2 separate regions of the Ovis aries genome follow, and region 2 is linked to region 1. A link is a contact called in public Hi-C data. All regions are on one chromosome and are shown on one strand. The core of a region is the stretch at or near the end of the contact, and the rest is flanking DNA. Distances in the headings are between cores, read along the strand shown. Region 1 has its middle 100 kb from the start of NOD1. Region 2 has its middle 16 kb from the start of ZNRF2.

Region 1 (7,021 bases), core at 1,455-3,954:
GACCCAGGAGGCTCAGGTCTCACGCTAGCTTCCATGAAACAGTGTCTAACTTCTGACTTGTGAATAGGCCAAAATCCAGTCCCAGACATGACACCATTGTATTCCTAGCAGTTCCAGAGTGCTTGGCATGAAGTAGGTGTTCAATATTTGTGAGCTGGATGGATGGACAGACAGATGGACTTTCTCAGTTCTGCCAAGATACTGCAGGGATCAGACCTGAAGAGCCAACCATGTTCTGGATTCATTCTGGGGTCATGGGGGGAGACAGCTGAGAGAACATGAACGTTAATTTGATCTGAAGTTTCTCTGGGCTTATGTGTCTCATTGGAGAGTATTTTGAACAGCCAGCTTCTCTTCTGAAATGTAAACCATCTGACAGAGGTAATCCTATTAGTTCCATTTTATTCTGAATTACTTGAATCCGTGTAATGTTTTAATATTTAGCTGAGTGTAGCAATAGTGCGTGGGGAGGGTTGATGTGGGAGGTCTGCAGCCTGGAGTGGGCAGAGGCCTGGGTTCTCTTTCAAAGGGGGAATTCTGGATATTCCTGGGTTTCTTGGAGAGGATATGACGGTGGGGGAACCAGGAAGTGAGAATGAGAAGTGGGTAACAGCAAAGGCACATTTGGTCGGCCTCAAGATCTACCCAGAGCCTGCCAGCAGTCACTGGGGACATGCCATAGACGTTCATCTCTGAAGCTCCTGGTGACAGAAAGCTTCAGACTGTAATTGTCCCTGTTGGGATGGATTGTTCCCCTTTTACAAAGTAACATAAGCATAGTTTTTGCACATAGAATATAATTATTTTCAGGACAGATAAAAGAGTGAAAAGAATGAATGAAAAAATTTATACCTACTAAGATTTCTTGAATTAGATGCTGAATAATGTGTGGAAAGGCCAACAGCCTTTATGTTGACAGAGGGGTTCTTGGAATAGACAAAGGAGACAAGAATTATCTAGGGTTTGACTATCAACAGGAGGGATATCACCCCTAAGGAGGTAAAAGTTGGTTCTTGGTGGGGGAAAAAGAGTTTAGCTATTCAGTGGCCTGCAGGGTCAGGGTACCTAAACAGAAATACAGTATATTTGTGGTATTAAGAGTTTTATGGTGGAAGAGGGGATTAGGTAAAAATGTCTTAAAATTCTCTTTACAGGGGTGATAATGAAAAAAAGTTGAGAAAAATGGACTAGATGATTCAGATGGAAGCATAACGTTGACCACCAATAGGCCCTCCTCTTGGGAATATATGTTGACTCAGCAGAAGGAAAGAGATCTCACACATTGTCTGGTGAGTACCCACTGGGAGATCTAAAAGCAGCGGTGGGCAGCTGGGCTGTTCCCTGGAGCTGCTCAGTAGGTGATGAGCTGCTGGCTCCGTACAAATGCAGTGCCCAAGATGCCAAGCTGATGGGTCCCGACACATATGGCCAGCTCCTGGACAAGACACAGCAATAGGAGGGTATGAATCAGGATGGGAGTCAGGATTCCAGTGGCTAACCCACCCACCTTCCACACTCCTGTTCTGACCTCCCTCCATCACTACTCTTCTCTCCTGCTAGCTCTCAAGACTGCCATTATTCGTTTATGCTGGAGGCTGGGGGATCAGTAGCTATGTCAACCAAGTGGATGAAAAGAATGCTAGAAACACAGAACCACATGCTGACATCAAAGACAGAAATGACCTTCAGCCATACGATTTTAGTGTAGAATGCCAGATAATTCACTCTAATATCTGTGAAGTCAACTTAAAATGCAACAGACTTTAAGCTTGCCTAATCCCTGCTTCTGAATAGGACCTGGACAGGCAGTTCCTTAACAAAATAAAAATGGAGACAGTGTCAGGTACGTCAGGATACTTAGTTCTTGCGTGCATGCTGAGTCACTTCAGTCATGTCTGGCTCTGTGTGATCCTATGGACCAGAGCCCACCAGGCTCCTCTGTCCATGGGGTTCTCCAGACAAGAAGAGTGGGTTGCTGTCCCCTCCTCCAGGGGATCTACCCAACTCAGGGATCGAACTGGCACCTCTTAGGTCTGCCTGCATTAGCAGGAGGGTTCTTTATCGCTCATGCCACCTAGGAAGCTTAGTTCTTATCCCATAGGTATTCAGCCTCTGGCTTCTGGTTTCTGAGTTGCTTACAAGTCTAGACACTGCTGTCAGTTTGAAAATGGCGGTGTTGTTTCAGAGGGGCTCTCAAGGTGGGGAATGATGGCTTAGCACTGCTCCTCCTTTTGCCCTATCTCTGATGCTCATTAAGGTCGTGCTAGAGGGGAAAGGTCTGATTAGATAACAAATGTTGCTACTTCTAGAGCCCTACTACATGTCAGACACTGTTTTAAGTGCTTTATAAAAATATTTATTAATTTACTCCTCGTAACCAAACAGCCCTGCAAAGGGAGCAGTACTACTACAGATGGAAAGCTCAGGGACAGAAAAGCTAAGTCATTGTCCAAGGTCACACAAGTGGCAGCACTGGAATTTGAACCCAGACCCTCAGTACCCACAGACCTGGCTGTAACTCTGCTGTTTCTCTCCCTAACTTAACAGTGTCTTTGAAGTCATGGATGAATGCACTGACAATGAAATTGCTCTTAACACCATGTACTTTGGATTTTTATGTAAGTAGAACACTGGATCAGTATCAGCACCCCCTACACAATTGAATCCTTCAGGCCACTTATGTAATGGACTAATCGCTGGATACATGCTGCCCTCTTGTGATGGAAATAATCCCAGTATGACCTTCCCCAGGTCTCTGGAATACACCTACTTCCTTTGGTCCAGTCCCATGGTTGTGGCTGGCAGAGGATGTGTGGGCTTTGAAGAGTCAGACTTGGGTCACCCGACATTCTCCAGGGTGTTCCTCACCTTGAGACTGTCAGTCAGTGAGACTTGAAAACAGGAGTCCCGAGTTTTGGAGCTTTTCGCATCATTGGTATATAAAAATAAGACCAGACTTCCCAGAGCAACACTTAAGATACCCCACCTAAGTCCTTGGGGAGCAGAGTTCATTTTGTTTAACTTGCCCTAGTGGATTGAGATCAGGTTTAATAGGCTTGGCAAAAAAAAAAAAGGTCAACTGGAGAATGAACTGGAGGTTACAGACTGTCAGAACAGAAGGGAAAATAAAGCCAGCCAGAAGGCCTGTGTTCTAGTTCTTGCTCTACAGATAATGTGTGTGACCTTGGGCAAGTCTCTTTTGCCCTCTGAGCCAGTGTCCTCACTGGCATGGTAAGAAGGCTGAACTTACCAGGGCCTGTCTGTGGCGGTAGCATCCCTGTGTGTGTGGGCAGGGCCTGGGTGCCATCTAGGGTACAGGTCCAAGGCAGGGAGTCTCATTCCTATTCAAAGGAGATAGTACATTGTTCTCTAACTTCCACCCACTTCCAAACCATTTATTAGACTCCTAAACCTGATGGATTCATGTAGATTGAAAAAAAAAATTAAAATTCACAGCAAGAATCTTTGACTTGCTAATCCCACTCCAAAGAAATAATCCTAAAGAAACTTTTTTACTTCCATAGAAATGTCTATAATAATCATCCCTACAGCCAGTCTGGACACCTGAATGTCTAATACCTGGGACATAATTAAGCAAATTAACATAACAATACAATACAAATGATAATTATAAAGATTAATAACTGTGGGAAAACTAAATAAATTATAAATGTTCACTGTTCCTAAAAAAGGAAATTCTGACATAGATGAACTTTGAGGACATCATGCTAAGAGTCACAGAAAGACTCTGTTTGGCTTTACTTATGTGAGGGAACTAGAATAGTCAAAATCATAGAGAAAGAAAGTAGTAGGTGGTTGCCAGAAGTGGGGCCAGGAGGAATTATGTTTAATGAGCATAGAGTTTTAGTTTTATAAGAAGAGTAATTCTGGAGATGGGCATTGGTGATGGTTACACAACATATGAATGTGTTTATACCACTGAAATGTATAGAAATGATTAAGATGATAAATTGTATATTACATGTATTTTACAGTAATAAAAGTCTCCATGTAGGCAAAATAGGGAAAAATGACATGCAAAAATTAAGTTGCTATTAGCATTATTATAAGCATTATTTGCAGAGTACATCACGAGAAATGCTGGACTGGAAGAAACACAAGCTGGAATCAAGATTGCTGGGAGAAATATCAATAATCTCAGATATGCAGATGACACCACCCTTATGGCAGAAAGTGAAGAGGAACTAAAAAGCCTCTTGATGAAAGTGAAAGAGGAGAGTGACAAAGTTGGCTTATAGCTCAACATTCAGAGAACAAAGATCATAGTATCTGGTCCCATCACTTCATGGGAAATAGATGGGGAAACAGTGGAAACAGTGTCAGACACTATTTTTTGGGCTCCAAAATCACTGCAGATGGTGATTTCAGCCATGAAATTAAAAGACGCTTACTCCTTGGAAGAAAAGTTATGACCAATCTAGATAGCATATTCAAAAGCAGAGACATTACTTTGCCAACAAAGGACCATCTAGTCAAGGCTATGGTTTTTCCAGTGGTCATGTATGGATGTGAGAGTTGGACTGTGAAGAAGGCTGAGCGCCGAAGAATTGATGCTTTTGAAATGTGGTGTTGGAGAAGACTCTTGAGAGTCCCTTGGACTGCAAGGAGATCCAACCAGTCTATCCTAAAGGAGATCAAACCTGGGATTTCTTTGGAAGGACTGATGCTAAAGCTGAAACTCCAGTACTTTGGCCACGTCGTGCAAATAGTTGACTCAATAGAAAAGACTCTGATGCTGGGAGGGATTAGGGGCAGGAGGAGAAGGGGATGACCGAGGATGAGATGGCTAGATGGCATCACTGACTCGATGGCCTTGAGTCTGAGTGAACTCTGGGAGATGGTGATGGACAGGGAGGCCTGGTGTGCTGCGATTCATGGGGTCGCAAAGAGTCAGACAGGACTGAGCGACTGAACTGAACTGAAGCATTATTTTCCACAGTTTATTGTGATCCACATAGTCAAAGGCTTTGGCATAGTCAATAAAGCAGAAATAGTGTTTTTCTGGAACTCTCTTGTTTTTTCAATGATCCAGCAGATGTTGACAAGTTGATCTCTGGTTCCTCTGCCTTTTCTAAAACCAGCTTGAACATCTGGAAGTTCACGGTTCACATATTGCTGAAGCCTGGCTTGGAGAATTTTGAGCATTACTTTACTAGCGTGTGAGATGAGTGCAATTGTGTGGTAGTTTGAGCATTCTTTGGCATTTCCTTACTTTGGGATTGGATGAAAACTGACCTTTTCCAGTCCTGTGGCCACTGCTGAGTTTTCCAAATTTGCTGACATATTGAGTGCAGCACTTTCACAGCATCATCTTTTAGGATTTGAAATAGCTCCACTGGAATTCCGTCACCTCCACTAGCTTTGTTCGTAGTGATGCTTTCTAAGGCCCACTTGACTTCACATTCCAGGATGTCTGGCTCTAGGTAAGTGATCACACCATCGTGATTATCTGGGTCATGAAGATCTTTTTTGTACAGTTCTTCTGTGTATTCTTGTCACCTCTTCTTAATATCTTCTGCTTCTGATACCATTTCTGTCCTTTATCGAGCCCATCTTTGCATGAAATGTTCCCTGGGTATCTCTAATTTTCTTGAAGAGGTCTCTAGTCTTTCCCATTCTATTGTTTTCCTCTATTTCTTTGCACTGATCGCTGAGGAAGGCTTTTTTATCTCTCCTTGGTATTCTCTGGAACTCTGCATTCAAATGGGAATATCTTTCCTTTTCTTCTTTGCTTTTTGCTTCTCTTCTTTTCACAGCTATTTGTAAGGCCTCCCCAGACAGCCATTTTGCTTTTTCACATTTCTTTTCCATGGGGATGGTCTTGATCCCTGTCTCCTGTACAATGTCATGAACTTCCATCCATAGTTCATCAGGTACTCTGTTTATCGGATCTAGTCCCTTAAATCTATTTCTTACTTCCACTGTATAATCATAAGGGATTTTATTTAGGTCATACCTGAATGGTCTAGTGGTTTTCCCTACTTTCTTCAATTTCAGTCTGAATTTGGCAATAAGGAGTTCATGATCTGAGCCACAGTCTGTTCCTGGTCTTGTTTTTGCTGACTGTATAGAGCTTCTCGATCTTTGGCTCAGGAAGCAACAGTTAGCAACAGTTAGAACTGGACATGGAACAATAGACTGGTACCAAATAGGAAAAGGAGTACCTCAAGGCTGTATATTGTCACCCTGCTTATTTAACTTTTATGTAGAGTACATCATGAGAAAGGCTGGGGCTGGAAGAAGCACAAGCTGGAATCAAGTTTGCCAGGAGAAATATCAATAACCTCAGATATGTAGATGACACCACCCGTATGGCAGAAAGTGAAGAGGAACTAAAAAGCCTCTTGATGAAAGTGAAAGAGGAGAGTGAAAAAGTTGGCTTAAAGCTCAACATTGAGAAAACGAAGATCATGGTATCTGGTCCTATCACTTCATGGGAAATAGATGGAGAAACAGTGGAAGCAGTGCCAGACTTTATTTTTAGGGGCTCCAAAATCACTGCAGATGGTGATTTCAGCCATGAAAGTAAAAGACTCCTTGGAAAGAAAGTTATGACCAACCTAGACAGCATATTAAAAAGCAGAGATATTACTTTGCCCACAAAGGTCCGTCTAGTTACGGCTATGGTTATTCCAGTGGTCATGTATGGATGTGAGAGTTGGACTGTGAAGAAAGGTGAGCATCGAAGAATTGATGCTTTTGAATTGTGGTGTTGGAGAAGACTCTTGAGAGTCCCTTGGACTGCAAGGAGATCCAGCCAGTCCATCCTAAAGGAGATCAGTCCTGGGTGTTCATTAGAAGGACTGATGCTGAAGCTGAAGCTGCAGTACTTTGGCCACCTCATGTGAAGAGTTGACTCACTGGAAAAGACCCTAATGCTGGGAGGGATTGGGAGCAGAAGGAGAAGGGGACGACAGAGGATGAGATGGCTGGATGGCATCACCAACTCGATGCACATGAGTGTGGGTGAACTCCAGGAGCTGGTGATGGACAGGGAGGC
Region 2 (7,021 bases), core at 3,375-5,874, 150 kb before region 1:
TTTAAAAAAAAAAAAAAAAGCCTTCTGTATGGTTTCAGTTGTTGGATATTTCAGAAGAAGGACTTGCCTTCCCTATAAATTCTACCCATTTTCTGGCAGACTAAGGCATAGACCTGTGCAGAAGTCCAGATGGTGAATTAATGAATGAGGTATCCAGGCCCTTTCTTGTTGTTGTTCAGTTGCTAAGACATGTCTGAATTCCAAGGACCGAAGCATGCCAGGCTTCCCTGTCCTTCACTATCTCCCAGAGTTTGCTCAGATTCATGTCCATTGAGTTGGTGATGCTACTTAACCATCTTATCCTCTGCCACCCTCTTCTGCTTTCGCCTTCAACCTTTCCCAGCATCAGGGTCTTTTCCAATGAGTTGGCTCTTCACATCTGGTGGCTATAGTATTGGAGCTTCAGCTTCAGCGTCATTCCTTCCAATGAATATTCAAGGTCCTTTCTTACCCCACTCAAATATCCTGGATATATTAATACTACTGAGCAGGTATTCTCAGTTTAGCTGGGTTTGGGAAGCGGTCATTGCCATTTGGGTGTGGGGAGAAGGCCCTGTTAGAATCACCCAGGGTCTTTATCTAAGGTACATGACTCCCAGCTCTTTTGATATGCACCCTGCCCTTTTAAGGCCAAAATGCCAGCTGACAGTATGCCCTATTGAGGCTGTGGGAAAGGCAGGAAAAGCAAAAGTGAGAACCACTGATCTCTTCAGCAATGGTTCCCCACCTTCTAGGTTTCACAGGTGAATAAAAATTCAAAATGAGTTTGGGAATTAATATCAGGGTGCCAATATTTCATTGTGTCAAAGAAGGAAGGAAAAAAAAATCCCAAATAAGCAAAAAAACCAACAAACAAAAAACCAAAAAACACCAAATTCCCCAAACTACTGCTCTCTACAATTATCGTAAGATTAGGAAGCACATAATCTTAAAGGAAAGTTTTGTGAAATGAATATGTTAAGCCTTAAGAAATTTTAAATATGGTAGCAGAAAATTTCACGTCTTAACCATTTCTAAGTGTACGGTTGGGTAATGTTAATTATGTTCAATTATTGTGTAAGCAGCCTCCAAAATTTTTCATCCTGCCAAACTAAAATTCTGTACCCCTTAACAACTCATAATATCTGCCTCCCCCTAGCCCCTGACAACCACCATTCTACTTTTGGTCTCTATGGATTTGACTGCTCTAGGTACCTCATGTAAGAGGAATCACACAGTATTTTTGTTTGTTTTCGTGACCGACTCCTTTCCAGTCTTCTGCTCCCCACTATGTGAGAATACAATGAGAAGATAGTAATTTACAAATCAGGAGGCTCTCATCTGACACCAGGTCTACTGGCAGCTCCAGAGCTGTGAGAAATAAATGTCTATTGTTCGAGTAAAAAAAATCTGAATAATATTTTATCATATGTATATACTACATTCTTTTAATCCATTCATCCACAGATGAACACAGGTTGCTCCCACCTTTAGGCTATTTCTAGTAATGCTGCTATGAACAGGGTGAAGAAATCTGTTTGAGTCACTGCTTTCAATTCTTTTGAGTATAATCCCAGAGGTGGGATTGCTGGATCATATGGTAATTGAATGCTTAATTTTTGGAGGTACCATCATATTGTTGGAAGACATTTAGCTTTTTCTAGATAAGAAAGCAAGTGCTGCATTGAACTAATTTTTCTTAGTTTACTGTGAAGGCTTCATCACATACCTGCATCAATGCCTAGATCAATACCGTAGATCAATGCCTAGAATTACTGCTTCAACAGATATAAACTTATTTCTGATGCTATCCACTCTTCAAATGAGGAAATCTGGGTTCTTTATATCTTGCCTGACAAGAAAGATAATTATTTTTCATCATAAAATATCCATTAAGTAGTTAGGAAAAGTATAAAAATCCATTAGCTTGATTACACTAAATTATGAAAAACAAGACAGTTTCTATTATTCACTTTATCAAGTCATCACTATTTTAAATTTGACTATAGGTCATTATCACTCTAATATTGAGTATTGAAGACAACAGACATTTGCTTTTCCCCTGCATAGTGACTGAGTTTATAAAACTCCTCGAGGAGATACTCTTGCTTTCCAAAACTCATTTCTCTAAAGTTCATGTGTATCAAACTAGGTAAAATTTCTGAATGATGGGGCTTAAAAAATTTTTGTTTTCAAATTATTCTTTTTCAGTTCTTTGTGAGCTCCAGAAGAAACTCTTTTACTACTGAAAGTCATTAGTTATTATCAAATAACTTTAATTCAGTAGGAAAAAAATCCTAATAAAAGAAAAGAAAATCCTGCTGTATTAAAATGAAATCTTAATTGTAGCTGCCATATTGGCCTTAACGGTCTTGACAGTATTTTTCACATCACCCAGTCATTGGAGAGGGGCAGGCATGAAGAAACAGAGCAAAATTTATTAGTAGTATGACGTGTCTTAAAAGACCTTACTCCTTGGAAGGAAAGTTATGACCAACCTAGATAGCATATTAAAAAGCAGAGACATTACTTTGTCAACAAAGGTCCGTCTAGTCAAGGCTATGGTTTTTCCAGTGGTCATGTAAGGATGTGAGAGTTGGACTACAAAGAAAGCTGAGTACTGAAGAATTGATGCTTTTGAACTGTGGTGTTGGAGAAGGCTCTTGAGAGTCCCTTGGACTGCAGTGAGATCCAACCAGTCCATCCTAAAGGAGATCAGTCTGGAAGGACTGATGTTGAAGTTGAAACTCCAATCCTTTGGCCACCTCATGCGAAGAGCTGACTCATTTGAAAAGACCCTGATGCTGGGAAAGATTGAAGGCAGGAGGAGAAGGCGACGACAGAGGATGAGATGCTTGGATGGCATCACCAACTCAATGGACATGGGTTTGGGTGAACTCTGAGAGCTGGTGATGGACAGGGAGGCCTGGAGTGCTACGGTTCATGGGGTTGCGAAGAGGCGGTCACGACTGAGCGACTGAACTGAACTGAACTAATGACGTGTGTTAAAAGACATACTAGAGAAACTCTGTAGATGTACATCTGAATGTTAATAGAAATGTTGCATTTTACTGAAGAAATTCCAGATCTCTCATAATTCCTCCCTGGAATGCCAATGAATCATAATTTCAATATGTTACAAATTCTAAAAAGTAACAAATTGTCATTTCCAAACCTGTGAATCTGCTCTTTGCGCAAGTCATGTCTGAAGTTCCTCCTATTTAAATATCGCTTTTGTTTTTGCTTGGCTTACAAAGAACTCAATTCTGGAAATGTTTTTTTATCTCTTTCTTACTTCTGACACTCAAAACTGAATCAGAGATCCCTCATGAAGTGTTTGTGTGTGTATGTGTGTGTGTGTTTTCTTTTTGCCCTTTCTCTGCTAAATCTGTGTGCTTTTAGTGTAGCACATTTTATTTTCCCATCTGTATGATTTGCTTGAAGCTTGGTATTTTTATGCCATAAAAGAAAATGTTCTAAATGTATGGAAAAAATACACTTCATTGTAAAATCCGATGAAGTTATTCCACACTGTTTCAGACAGTTGTAAGAGTGTTTTTTGGCATTAATCTTCTAGAGTTTATTATTTGTTCACAATCTGCCCATGGAATGAAAACAAATCTCCACCCAATCATTTCATTAGCCCTGTAGACTCTTCCTTTCCCACTGTTTCTGATGCCGGTCAGCCTCTTACTAATTTTTTTTTTCTGGTGGTAAAATATACATAACAAAAATTTTAATCGTTAAAATAATTTTATTTTAAGTATCATTGATTTACAATGTTGTTAATTTCCGCTATACAGCAAACAGCAAAGTGATTCAGTTACACATACGTATATTCTTTTTCATACTTTTTTCCATTACTATTTAAGGATAATGATTATAGTTCTCTGTGCTATACAGTAGGACCTTGTTTATTTAAAGCATCTTTAAGTGTACAGCTCAGTGGCAGTTGAGTGTATTCACATGATTGTGCAGCCCTCATCATTTTGTACTTGAGTTACTGCAACAGCCTTCAAAACCCAGTCTTGCTTCTAATTTTGCCCGCAGTAAGGAAACATAGAAATTGTAACTCTGTTGACTTATTTTCACCATGTGCATCCGGAGAAAAAAAGTGAAATGTAAGGGGCATTCTTTGCCGTTTCTTCTGTGCTTTAGGCTACATAGCTCATGAAGATCAAAGGCAGATAAAGTTCCAGGGGCGAAAAAAGGCATGTACTTGCTGCACTTGTGCTTCCCTGGCCCAGATTATTCCTTGCTCCCGATATCAGAGCCGAAGCGATTGCTTTGTGTACCTTGAAAACGTAAATGCTCTTAAACTGATTTGGCACTAAAGGGTCTGGTCACCAGAAGCACCGAAAGGCTTTTAGAAGCAAAATTTGTAGCTTAATAGAGCGCAGAAATGATTATTTCTCAAAACAAAATGCAAAATTCTTAGATGGCTGAACTTTGTACACACGCACGCGCGCGCGCACACACACACACACACACACACACACACACACACACACACAGCGTAAAGGAGCCTAACCCGCCTTGGCCCCGCCCACGACTGCTGACGTCACCTGGTCAGTCTCCTGGTCGACGCCGAGTCCTGAGCTGTCTAGGAGGGTAAGAGCATCGAAAACGAAAACGAGGAACCGGTTGACGCCAACTGTTTCAGGTTTGGAGCCTTTAGCAGTGCAGTTTTGGATCACTAGATGTCAGTGTGGGCTTTCCCGACCGCCTCTGCAGGAGATGCACCAGATCCTGGGTCCTTACCCAAGTCCTGGCAAACACAGGGCTATTTTCAGAACTGTAATTTCACCAAATATATTATATACTTACATATTTTGACTTTTCAGAGCTCTTGTAAAACACAGAAACCCTGAACCAAAGGCTGTTCTTTTTAATGCTATGACCTAATCTCAGTGCTTGCATTTGGAAGACAGCTTACCACGCTGTTTTGAGGCAGGTGATGGGAAGTCCCAGCTGTGTTCCACTTAGGGTCTTTCAAAAGCAGCGTGCGATCTCAGATACTTGTAATACCTAGCTTCAGGAAATCAAGCATCTTATGCTCCCATGACTCGTGAATAGGGCAGGAAGCCAAGAAAAAATATGTATGACTAGCTACATAAGAATTTCATTGGCCATGGTTATTAGATTTTTTTTTAATGCAGTTTGTCATCAGGGAGCTTCTGAAGTCTTAAAGAACAATCAATATATTCGTTTCCTATGGCTGCTGTTGGAGAAGGAAATGGCAACCCACTCCAGTATTCTTGCCTAGAGAATTACATGGGCAGAGGACCCTGGCAAAAAGTCCGACACAATTGACTAACACACTTGGCTGCTGTAACAAATTACCACAAACAATTGCCTAAAAACAATACAAATTTACTGTCTTGCAGTATTAGAGGTCAGAAATCTGAAATGGGTTGCACTGACTAAAACCAAGATGTTGGTGGGACTGTGTTCCTCTTGAAGGATCTCGAGAGAATCCATTTCCTTGCCTTTTCCAGCTTCGAGAAGCTACCAGCGTTCCTTGGCTTGTAGCCCCCTGTCTTTAGCAATGGCCCACTGAGTTCTTCTTGCACTGTATCACTCTTCTTGCATGTATCATTTTGAAAGGTCAAAATATGTAAGTATATATTTGGTGAAATTACAGTTCTGAAAATAGCCCTGTGTTTGCCAGGACTTGGGGAAGGACCCAGGATGCTGTCTGGTATATCTCCTGGAGAGCAGAGAGGGTGGTGGTCGGGAAAATCCACACTGATATCTAGTGCCTCTCCTCTCCTCCTCCCTTTTTCATCTATAAGGAACCTTGAAATTATTATTTTTAAAATTTTATTTAATTGAAGGCTAATTACAATATTGTAGTGTTTTTTTGCCATGCATTGACACGAATCAGCCATGGGTGTACATGTGTTCCCCATCCTGAAACCCCCTCCCACCTTCCTCCCCATCCCATCCCTCTGGGTCATCCCAGTGCACCAGCCTTGAGCCCCCTGTCTCATGCATTGAACCTGGACTGGCGATCTGTTTCACATATGATAATATACATGTTTCAATACTCTTCTCTCAGATCATCCCTCCCTTGCCTTCTCCCACAGAGTCCAAAAATCTCTTCTTTACATCTGTGTCTCTTTCTCTGTCTCGTATATAGGATCATTGTTACGATCTTTCTAAATTCCATATATATGCATCAGTATACTGTACTGGTGTTTTTCTTTCTGGCTTACTTCACTCTGTATAATAGGCTCCAGTTTCATCCACCTCATTAGAACTGATTCAAATGTATTCTTCTTAATGGCTGAGTAATACTCCATTGTGTATATGTACCACAGGTTTCTTATCCTTTTGTCTGCCAATGGACATCTAGATTGCTTCCATGTCCTGGTTATTATAAACAGTGCTGCGATGAACATTGGGGTACACGTGTCTCTTTCAATTCTGGGAACCTTGAAATTAAATTGGGACCATTCAGATCATACAATCTCCCTATCTCAAGACCCTTCATTTATTTATACCTGCAAAGTCCCTCTTGCCATGTAAGGTAATCACAAGTACCATAGATAAAGGCATAGACCTCATTAGGTGGCCATTTCCCTGCCTATCACAGTCATTATTTAAGTACAACAATATAAGATGCAATTTTTAGATACGTATTTTTTATTTGCTGATGTATCTGTCTATGCCGGGTCTTACTTGAGGCACAATGATCTTTGATCTTTGTTGTGGCATGCAGGATCTTTATCAGTTGCAGCCTGTAAGATCTTTAGTTGTGGCATGCAAACTGTTAGTTGCGGCATGTGGGGTCTAGTTCCTTGACCAGGGCTTGAATTGGCCTATTAAAAAGTTCATCACCTCAAAAACTGTATCTTAGTCACTGAGATTTTCCTGGTGGTCCAGTGGCAAAGATGCAACTTTTGAGGTGATGAACTTTTTAATAGCCTAATTCACTGTGATAGAAAACTGCTGTCCATAGTAGACTGTGTGGGAAAATAACAAGGCCTAAATCTCCTTTATTCATGGAATGTTAACAAGGAGGAAAAATAAATTTGCC

Evidence for each region. Hi-C and Micro-C count contacts between places; a contact is called where the count stands out from the background.
Region 2: a Hi-C map of liver shows a contact between it and region 1, with 5 times the contacts expected there. The contact joins two enhancer-like sites. A contact is called at or near these places in 7 of 16 Hi-C or Micro-C datasets (hypothalamus, liver, muscle and 3 more).

The regions. Positions count from the first base shown.
Region 1 is chr4:67,452,679-67,459,699 of ARS-UI_Ramb_v3.0, reverse strand. No RefSeq gene overlaps it. Among named protein-coding and RNA genes, the nearest start is that of NOD1, 100 kb to the right of the region's middle. Within about 2 kb of position 2,704, at least 5 of the 54 cell types and tissues checked have an H3K27ac peak or open chromatin away from gene starts, as enhancers often do. A contact at or near this core is called in liver, where this site is marked.
Region 2 is chr4:67,602,389-67,609,409 of ARS-UI_Ramb_v3.0, reverse strand. No RefSeq gene overlaps it. Among named protein-coding and RNA genes, the nearest start is that of ZNRF2, 16 kb to the right of the region's middle. Within about 2 kb of position 4,624, at least 40 of the 54 cell types and tissues checked have an H3K27ac peak or open chromatin away from gene starts, as enhancers often do. A contact at or near this core is called in liver, where this site is marked.